Regions from separate parts of the Mus musculus genome. Here all the other regions are linked to region 1. The links are chromatin contacts, called in public HiChIP or PLAC-seq and promoter capture Hi-C maps. All regions are on one chromosome and are shown on one strand. Each heading gives the region's core, a stretch centred on a gene start, on an enhancer-like site or on the middle of the called end of the contact. The rest is flanking DNA. Distances are from core to core; before and after follow the strand shown.

The links. Promoter capture Hi-C pulls out the DNA fragments that hold promoters and counts their contacts. HiChIP or PLAC-seq counts read pairs in DNA pulled down with a chosen protein or histone mark.
Region 2: a promoter capture Hi-C map of erythroid cells shows a contact between it and region 1, with 7 times the contacts expected there. The contact joins the promoter of Hmg20b here to the promoter of Adat3 in region 1. A contact is called at or near these places in 4 of 39 promoter capture datasets (cranial neural crest, erythroid cells, liver and 1 more).
Region 3: a FOXA1 HiChIP or PLAC-seq map of pancreatic cancer cells shows a contact between it and region 1. The contact joins the promoter of Arhgap45 here to the promoter of Adat3 in region 1.

The regions. Positions count from the first base shown.
Region 1 is chr10:80,601,325-80,604,527 of GRCm38.p6, reverse strand. It overlaps Adat3 (adenosine deaminase, tRNA-specific 3), which reads right to left and starts at 1,648. Exons shown (of 2, transcript NM_001100606.1): 1 at 1,579-1,648. It overlaps Scamp4 (secretory carrier membrane protein 4), which reads right to left and starts at 1,646. Exons shown (of 7, transcript NM_019575.4): 1 at 1,579-1,646.
Region 2 is chr10:81,348,756-81,351,958 of GRCm38.p6, reverse strand. Hmg20b (high mobility group 20B) reads left to right here and starts at 1,532. Exons shown (of 9, transcript NM_010440.3): 1 at 1,532-1,825; 2 at 2,471-2,579; 3 at 2,870-3,073. The coding sequence starts at 1,788.
Region 3 is chr10:80,015,203-80,018,405 of GRCm38.p6, reverse strand. It overlaps Arhgap45 (Rho GTPase activating protein 45), which reads right to left and starts at 1,734. Exons shown (of 23, transcript NM_001142701.1): 1 at 1,488-1,734; 2 at 302-626. The coding sequence starts at 1,580. Abca7 (ATP-binding cassette, sub-family A (ABC1), member 7) reads right to left here. Exons shown (of 47, transcript NM_001347081.2): 47 at 2,834-3,100. The coding sequence ends at 2,948.

The DNA.
Region 1 (3,203 bases), core at 399-2,898:
CACGAGGCGACCTGCAGGGCTACCTGACCATCATCATACCCACATCCTGGCACCCCCACCAATGTCTACCTGGCCACAGGAACCTATGCGATGGACTCAGGTACATCTGTTGGCTTTCAGGGCTCACCCAGCTGCCCAGGTCAACACTGAATGTCTCTATGGGCTAACTAGAGAGTCACGGGTGCCACTAGGAGTCCTGAGACTAAGAAGGGAGAACAGCACCAAGGGTGTCTGAGATCCTGGTGTCACCATGGCTGCCCCTGCAAAGGCCCCATGGCAGGCAGAGCCCATGAAGGGCGTGGTGACATCTGGCTTCCCCAGGGCATACACCACGCCTACAACGCACAGCGCCTGACTGGGCTACAAAGCGCCACTGTCTCCAGGGCAGAAGACACAGCTTTGTTTGTCCCCTCAAGACTAGACAACAAGGGACACAGAAAGATGGATGCCTTGGGGACAGATGACAGCCTGGGCTTATGGGCCTCTGGAGAGGAGTTTAATAGCTATAGGATGGTAGCCAATGCTTGGCCAAAGGGGCCCTTCATGTTCATTGCAATTGTGGCCTGTTATTCCCTTGTTTTAGGTGACAGGTGCCCACTGTACACCAGCATGGGAACAGGTTTGAAAGGGGCTCCTTGTACCACAGACAAGGACCTGCGGTCCAGCAGACACTTCCCACCTCTGAGGAACCACACGCCCTCTGCATTCAACAACTGCAGGCAAACAATGGGCCTTGGGTCCTGGGTATAGGGTCCAAAAGAATGGGACCGTGGCTGGACAGACTACAAGGATCAGGTCTGGAAGCTCAGGCCTGAAATACAAGTCACTCAATAAGCCACTAGATGGGAGTTCGGGGCCAGCTTCAGCGGTACAGGAAACTTCCAAAATAAAAAAAATGAAGTGGGCTCGGGGTAGAGCTCAGCAGTGCTGAGCCTACCTATGTCCACCAGTGAGGGACTGAAGCTTAGGTTAGGGCCCCTTGTGAGGGGATGGGGTGTGGCGCAGGGGTAGAGTCCCTGCCTGGAATCATCCATTTAAGGGCTGGGTACAAAGATTAGCGAAAGCTCCTGGAATCCACTTCTGAAGGGAGGGGAAGGGGATCAGTAGTCCAGTGCCAGTCTAATATAACCAAAGTCCAGGATTCGATCCCTGGTACCACCAAGATACCCCAAGAAACCCCATAGGGTACAAGAGCTTAAAGGGAAACTGCACACCTGCTGTAAGGATGGTGGATAAGATAACCCTGAGGCAGGGGACTGTGATGACCCGGAACATACAACCGGAAGCAGCTGGAAATCACAGGGTTTCCGGAATCAGAAGTAGGGTACACGCGTGCGCCGCAAACCAACGGCATAGGGCGCGGTGGGCGAAAAGCCCTGTGCACACGCGTACTAGCGTTGACTACTCGCGCACGCGTACTCCCACCGCCTCCCGGGACGCGCACAACCCTCTCAGGCTACGCGGTCTGTCCCGATAAGGCCTTCTTTCCCTGTCCACCGCCCTTGCCTTGTCACCATCTCCGGTGCCCCATGGCGGATTCGGAACGGCGAAAGCCGAACCCCTACGGCGGCTGCTCACCTGAGGGACACCCGAGCGAACGCCACGCTTATCCAAGTCCTAGCAACCGGGCCGCCACGCCTGCCACCGCGGGGCACCACGGGAGCGTAGTTCCATGGGCGGGGCCTGCGCGATGCGACTACATTTCCCTTAAGGCCGTGCGCGTGGCTGCTTCACAAGGCCTTGCTGAGTCTAGGGGGTTTTCTTATGTGTGCTGCAGCGAGTAGAATACTGTGGTTTGAGATCCTGGGATGGCACTGAACTCGGCCCCTTTGTGACACTTTGAGACATCAGCAGAGAGAAGACTTGAGGCAGAAGGAGACTCTATGGCCATTAGTCACTCAAAGAGCATCTGCCATCATACTTCTGTAAAGTCCCATGTTGCTGGTGAACAATCACTTTTACTGCTTGGAAAGTGACTGTAGTCTGAAGTTTTAGGTCCACTCAGGCCCTCATTCTCCTCATCTGTACATGGGTGAAACAGATATGTGAACTTCTGAATAAGTCTGGGGCTGGGGCTGTTCATGGAGTGTTTTCCTAGCACCCAGGAGAACCTGGATTCCATACATAGCATTCCTCATGGCACAAGCTGGTCATGCCTGCACTCTGGGGGTGGATACAAGAGAACAAAAGTTCAAGATGGTTGGGGCGAGGGCCTTTAACCCCAGCACTTGGGAGGCAGAGGCAGGCAAATCACTGGGAGTTCCAGGACAGATCCTGTCTTTAAAAAACAAAAACAAAAGATGAAGAAAATAAATGAACAAGTAATAGAGGCAGGAGAGATGACCTAACATTAATACCTTTTAGTTAATTATTGTTTTAGATAAAGAGTTTCACAGTGTAGCTTTATCTGCCCAACATGTCATTCCCAGGCCAGAGTCCCTGAGTCTCTCCCAGGGTCCTTCTTCCTCTGTGGCTTAGGACATAAACAGCAGATTGCCTGGCTGAGCCCTGACCAGCAGGAAGGTAGAAAGTGGCACCAGAGAGCCTGGGGTTGGCTCCAGGATCAACCTGTTTGCAATCTTCTAGGCCTGTCTGCCAAACACAATCTTTCTGGAATAAGGAATGCCTTGTGACCAGCTTATCAGAGCAGAGTAGGTCCCATGAGTTTGGTGTATGGCTGCTTGCAAGACAGATAAGTGGGAGATTAGTGTGGATATGACCAGCATTACAAAGCTAGAACCCAAGCCGGGTGGTGGTGGTCCACGCCTTTAATCCCAGCACTTGGAAGGCAGAGGCAGGCAGATTTCTGAGTTCGAGGCCAGCCTGGTCTATAGAGTGAGTTCCAGGACAGCCAGGGCTATACAGAGAAACCCTGTCTCGAAAAACAAACAAAAAAACGAAGCTAGAACCCTTAGGTACAGTGTCTGGCTTCTAGGAAGCCATGTGAACCAAGGGTCTTGGGAAGAAAACCAAGTTTTGGGTCATCACACCAAAACAGGGCCACCAGGAAACCCATGTTGTTTCTTTAATATTTTTTGACTAAGCCCAGGTCCATAGAAATGCTAGGCCAGGAGCTGTAGAGATGGCTCTGTGGCTGAGAGCACTGGCTGATCTTCCAGAGGATGAAGGTTCAGATCCTAGCACCCACATGGTGGCTCACAGCCATCCCTAACTGCAATTCCAGGAAGTCTGATGCCTTTTAA
Region 2 (3,203 bases), core at 283-2,782, 750 kb before region 1:
ATCACAGAGTTTCAGTTTACAAACAGCACGGGAGGACTGAGCCCACGACCGCAGTGCATGATGGGATGGAAACACCCTAACCCTGCCCCAACCCCTCCAGGGGAATTATGGGCGGGGCTCCACTCTGACCACACTCCCAGCCCTTAGTGTGGCTACCAGGAATCGAACTGGAAGAGCAGCAGGTTTTATTTAAACCACTGAGCAATATCTTCAATCATTTGTTTTTAAAAAGATTTATTTGGGCTGGTGAGATGGCTCAGTAGGTAAGAGCACCTGACTGCTCTTCCAAAGGTCCGGAGTTCAAATCCCAGCAACCACATGGTGGTTCACAATCATCTGTAACAAGATCTGACACCTATTATTTCACGTTTATGAGCATTTTCCCTGCATGTAAGCCTGTTTGCTTGCCTAATGCTCAAAAGGGTAAAAAGAGGTCTCCTGGGACAGTTACAGATACTTTTTAGCAGACAAATGGGTGCTGGGGATCGAACCCAGGTTCTCTGCAAAAGAAACAGGCACTCCTAACCATAGAACCAACTCTCAGTTTCTCTTTTACTGTGGGATGTTACAGAAGACTGGAGTAAAATCACATTTGGCAACCTAGATGTGTGGTGCTGTCTCTTCCATTTGGATAATGCGGATCAAATTCAAGTTGTTGGGTTTCTCTGTAAACCCCTTGGCTTGCTGAGTCAGTCCGCACTGACCTTCAAAATGATTTTTTTTTTTTTTTAATGAAAATGCTCTTAGCCCAGCTTCTATCTCAGATCTAGGTGTCAGCCTCCCAGCCTGTTACTCCTCCTATGGTTCAATGTACCCCTTGGTCAGAGAGTAAAATCAAGGTTCCACGGGAAGGGAAATCAGTGCCTGGTGGTCATTTCCCCAGTCCTCCGTTTATAAAGCATACGTTCATTTATTGATTTAGGTCTGTGTGTGATGCACATGGCACAGCACACAGTGGAGTTCAGAGGACAACTTGCTGGAAAACCATTCTCACATTCCACTTTGTGGGTTCCGAATGCAAGTCGTCCACTAGGTGGCGAGCACCTTCAAGTGCTGTGCAATCTCACCAGACCCATTTTTTTTCAACGTAGTAAGAAAAACTACACCTGGCCGTACTGCAGGGGCGGGGGGTGCCTCTTTGGAACCTAACTCCTTCCTTAGAAGCCTACTAAAAACGCCTCTTCTGCCGAATATCCCCGGTCCCCATCTCCACACCCTAGCTCACCGGTCAGAATGGGGACTACTGGCCCTTTAAGGAGCTCCGCCCCACAGCACGCCGCCAGTCGCCTCCGATTGGTCCCGAGCGCGCCGGAGCGCAGCCGAACTTGACGCACCCGCCCGCAACCTGCCGACGCACCTCCCACGCGGCTCCGCAGATCTTCAGCCAACCACCGCCCGGCGCGCCGAGACTAATCTGCATGACCCCACCTCTCATGGAGGCCTCAGCCAATTAGAGCGCTATCCTTGGGTTCATTAGCATGAGGGCGGAGCGGGCGCGGGCGCTTGGTTGGACCGTCGCCGCGTCTCAGGTCCCGGGAAAGTTTTTTCAGAGGTGAAAAGAGCCGGGAAGTCCGGGCCTGCGCGGGGCGGGGGCTGCGGGGCGCGGCCTCCGGGACTCGATCTCGCAACAAAGGATCGCGGGGCCTCCTGCCCGAGGACCTCCCCGCCCCGGGATCCGCCTCCCCGGTCCGGGCCCCCCGGGGATCGCCCTGCGGTTCCCATCGAGGTGGCAGGCAGGACCCCCTGACCTTTGCCGGCTTCTGTTCCAGATCCCGCCCGGAGTGGCCATGTCCCACGGTCCCCGGCAGCCAGGCGCAGCCACCGCGTGAGTGCGCCTCCCCCAGCCTGTCCCGACCCTGGATAAGCCCTGTCCCCATCGTCGGGTACCCCTGGAAATGCCTTGTGTCCATCTCGAGTACCAGGGGTCATGCCCTGTCTCCACCCCGGGTACTCCTGGACATGTCCTGTCCTGCATCCTTGGGAACTCTTAAACATTCCCTATATCCACCCTCGGGTACCCCTAAACACACCATGTCCACGCTGGGATCTCTGGACATACCCTGTCTCATCCTCAGGTACCTCTGTGTACCTCTGTTTTGGGAACCCCTGATCCTGTCCTGTCCCTATACCCTACCTACCTTATCCCCACTACAGGAACTTCTGACCATGTCCTGTCACCCTTCGGGGATTTCTGTACTCCCTGTAGAACTGCCAAGACACCCTATGGCCTTCCTCACTATCTCATCTTCCTCCCAGGCCCCAGGACCAACTCACCTCGTCCTCCGTCCCCACCCCGCCAGTGGCCTACTGTGATCCTTGGATCCTCAAACTCTGGGTCCCCACCCCCTTTTTCCAGGCTCATGCGTGCTCCCACATACTTCTGTGATCTCCAATGACAAGAAGGGGATGGGTAGGTATGGGGGAATGATTTTGGCACTGATGGATGACGCTGGTTTCCATTGTCCCCAAGACCTGCGGGAGGCAAGACTCCGGGCCAGCACGGGGCCTTTGTAGTGGCTGTCAAGCAGGAGCGCAGCGAGGGTTCCCGAGCTGGAGAGAAGGGGCCCCAGGAGGAGGAGGTGAGTCCCCATCTGAAAAGCCTGGCCGGCCGCTGGCTCAGCAACACATACCTCACAAATCCAGACTATAAGATCCTCCCACTGCCTAGCAAGAGGCCACACCCCAGCCTAGCCTGTCAGTGGCTTCAGCCCCACCCCTAGGAGGCTGTCTTGGTGCAGGACCCGTAGGTTCTCTAGAGTTCTGACCCTTGATCTGCCGACCTACCACTAGACTAGGCCCCGCCCATATGCCCCAGACCCCCACCCACACTTCCCAGAGCCCCTCCCAAGGACACAGCCTCCTCCTGCAGCCAGTGAAGAAGCGAGGCTGGCCCAAAGGCAAAAAAAGAAAGAAGATTCTCCCAAATGGGCCCAAGGCCCCCGTCACTGGCTATGTTCGCTTCCTGAATGAGAGGCGGGAACAGATTCGCACCCGCCACCCGGACCTTCCATTCCCGGAGATCACGAAGATGTTGGGCGCCGAGTGGAGCAAGCTGCAGCCGGCAGAGAAGCAGGTAGAGACCAGAGAAAGGGGTGGCAGAAACAGGAGGATCCCTGGGCAAGCCCCATCGGTGAGAGACCCAGGCCCAAAGAACAAGGTGGAGAACGTCCAGTAGTCCTGGAGAAGGGACCCTCTCTCTGTGG
Region 3 (3,203 bases), core at 485-2,984, 590 kb after region 1:
CACTTCTCTCTCTCTCTCTCTTTCTCTTTCTTTCTTTCTTTCTTTCTTTCTTTCTTTCTTTCTTTCTTTCTTTCTTCCTTCCTTCCTTCCTTCCTTCCTTCCTTCCTTCCTTTCTTTCTTTCTTTCTTTCTTTCTTTCTTTCTTTCTTTCTTTCATTCTTTCTGAGTCAGGGTCTCACTGTAATTCTGGCTGACCTGCATAAGACTCAAGTGTAGACTCACAGAGATCCTCCTGCCTGAGTGCTGGGCTGAGAGGCTGCCCACCTCCTGCCCTCCCTCCGTGCTGCTCTGAAGATCCTCACCGTCCTGCAGCACACACTCCTTGAGCTTCTCCAAGCCCTCAGCAAAGCGGGCCACATCCGCCAGCAGGGTTGAGATGTCTTCTACGCCATCAGGGAAAGCTCCCTCAGTGGGTAACTCTGCCGGACTGGCCGCAGAAAGGGGGCTTCGGTACCCACGGCCCAGGGTCCAGGTGGCAGTGCCCGAGAGCGGGAAGCCTGCTGCACTGGCATGGCGGCTCAGGCTGGTGGGTCTTTTGAGTGTCCCTGTGCCCTTGGCTACCGTGGACAGGGATGTGGCTGGTGGCTCCAGGCCGGGAGCTTCTGTCCAATCCTTCCTGGGCAGCTCCTAGGTATGCATAGGGAAGAGGAGTCAAGGGGATCCCCCATCCCAGACACTGCCTCAGTTTCCCCAGAAAGTCCTCACAGGGGTCAGAGGTCAGTGGGCAGAGAATTTTAAGCTCCCCCCCCCCCACCTGTTACCCAACATCCTCCTGTCTATAGCTTTCACAAACAACCGTCCCTACCCAAACCACAGCCAGAGGCGGGGCCTGTGGGGCACAGGAGGGAGGGGGCACCCCACTTCCTGGTGGGGGTGGGGAGGACTCTTGTGAGTCTCTAACCCTGTAGCCACCCCAGATACCTCTACGGGTGTCCACTTTCTAAAAACATGGATAACTTCTGTGACCTGAAAAGATCATCAGGCTCCTGTGTCTCAGGACACCCCCAGACCTAGTAGAGGTACCCCTAAACCTCACAAATTCTCAAAAGCTCAGCAGGCAGCAGCAGGTCCTGGAGAAACTTGGAGACCCCCCCAATCTGCTCTGTACACCTGCACCCCAGTTCAACACCAGTTCCCCATTGGCTTTCAGAACCCTAAAATTGCCCAGACCCCATATTACAGTGTAGTCACTAGACTCCAATACCAGTTCTACCCACTACCCACAACCGTCATTGGCACACGACGGGGACATCCCTCATCAAGATGGGTGACTTGGTTGCCACCCAAGGCCATCCCTACCTACCGTAATGCGGCCTCCTAGGTTCAGGCCACTCCTTGTCGCCGGCCATTCTGCCTGGTGTGGACTATAGCTGGCCCGGTTCCCCCAGCGTGGACCCAGCATGGTGTTGTAGTTGCATGCTATGCCCATCAGTGACCACAGGCTGTGGGTGTCATCCTGGGTCCCCACCCGCTCTGTGCCCCACTCACCCCTGAGGAGGACTGCGGGTTGGGGCTCCCCGCGCGGTTCTTTTTGGAAATAGAGGGAGTTTTCATAAGTTCTCGCTTCTTCCGAGAGAACATGGTGGAGTCAGCCCCAGTGGCCCTAGGTGAGGACAGGCGGGCAACGGCAGGGTGGGAGTCTGGGGGTGGTCTCAGTCCTGCAACTCCTGGTGCAGGCTGTCTCTGGACCACATTGCTCAGGGCCACCCCCTCCCCAGCTGTCAGAGCCACACGTGACTGGCTTGGCTCTCATTGGCGCATAAGTCTCCTACACAGGAAAAGGCTCCCCAGCAGAGGGAGGGAGGTGACACCTCAGATCCGCCCCCAGTGTGACTGTCCCAAGTGTCAGCTCTTATAGGACTCTGCACACTGACTCTGACACAGGTTCCCCACAGCAGGCCACCTTCCACTTGCAGCCTGTGTCCTGTGTGGCCACCCGATCCAGGCATTAGCTGACTCTTGCTTGGGACATAACATACAGTCAAGAAAGGCAGTGTCATGTGTATACTGATATGAAAGACCAGAGAGGAGGCTGAGCAACAGGTTCACACACAGATCAAACAGACACCCCCTGAGTCCCTCACCATGCACAGGTGACCCCCCATTCCCTATAATCACCAGCCTTACAGTCTTCTGGGGACCATAGGACCTGAAGGTGCCATGCCTGGGTGGCTTCCATCCAGCAACCCAGGAGCTCCACTGCCCTGCTGGCCTCCACTTAGCTCCCACTCCCACTCTGCCCTCTATATCCCAGCTCTGAGCTTCAGGTCTCAGGATCCCCAGAGGTACTATTTAATAATTTAGACACCATGTCCCTTAACCATCCCAAACTCCACTGACCTCAGGCACACTGGGTGGCTCTCGGGGACACAGCCCAGAAAGGCCGCAGCCTGCAGTACCTAGGCCCGCTCTCCAAGCTCTGGTCCAGCCACAAACCCAGCCGAGGAGCCCCTTAAGGGTCCCGTGCCTCCCACTCATAGTTGGATGGCTGGGGGTGGGCTTGGGAGGTTGTCTCAGGATGAAGACTGGCTGGCTCTGGGGTGGGCTTCTGGTCCGGTCAGGCCAGGAAAGTACCAGGGTCCTCTATACCGTCTGGAACATTCCACAAGCCTGACCTCATCTCTACTTCACGGTCAGAAACACTCACAAGTCCCGCCCTTGGGTGTCAGACCCACATAGGTACATGCAGGTCAGGATACGTGTGACTGGACACCTGGGAAGTGTCCGTGTTGCAGGCAATTCACAGCAGGACACACGCGCATACTGTACATGTGATAGTGTATGGGACTGTACAGAGCTAAGACTCCTAAAACACAAACTCAGCCGTGGCCTCATTCTCATTCTAGTTTCTTTTTATTTCCCCCAGAGCCCAAGGCTTTCTGGGAGCCAGCGTATGGTACAGAGATCCTCTGTCTGAGCTTTGCCACTCAGTCCCAAGGCAGGCATGCTCAGATCATGGTCTCCACAGAGCTGGGGTCTTCCAGGAATCGGCTGACACGTTTGGGATGCTGCCGGCCAGGTTTGGAAACCTCCTCTTCTTCAGCCTCCTGCCGACTGCTCTCTTCCTCTTCCCCTTGGTCTTTGGAGAAATATAGGAACACCTGGCAGGGCAGAGACATGGAGGGGGCAGAAATGCATGGGGTGGGGGTAGATGTCAGCCCAGGGTCCTGAGGCACCTCAGCTCTTCCCTTCAAACCCTTTGAT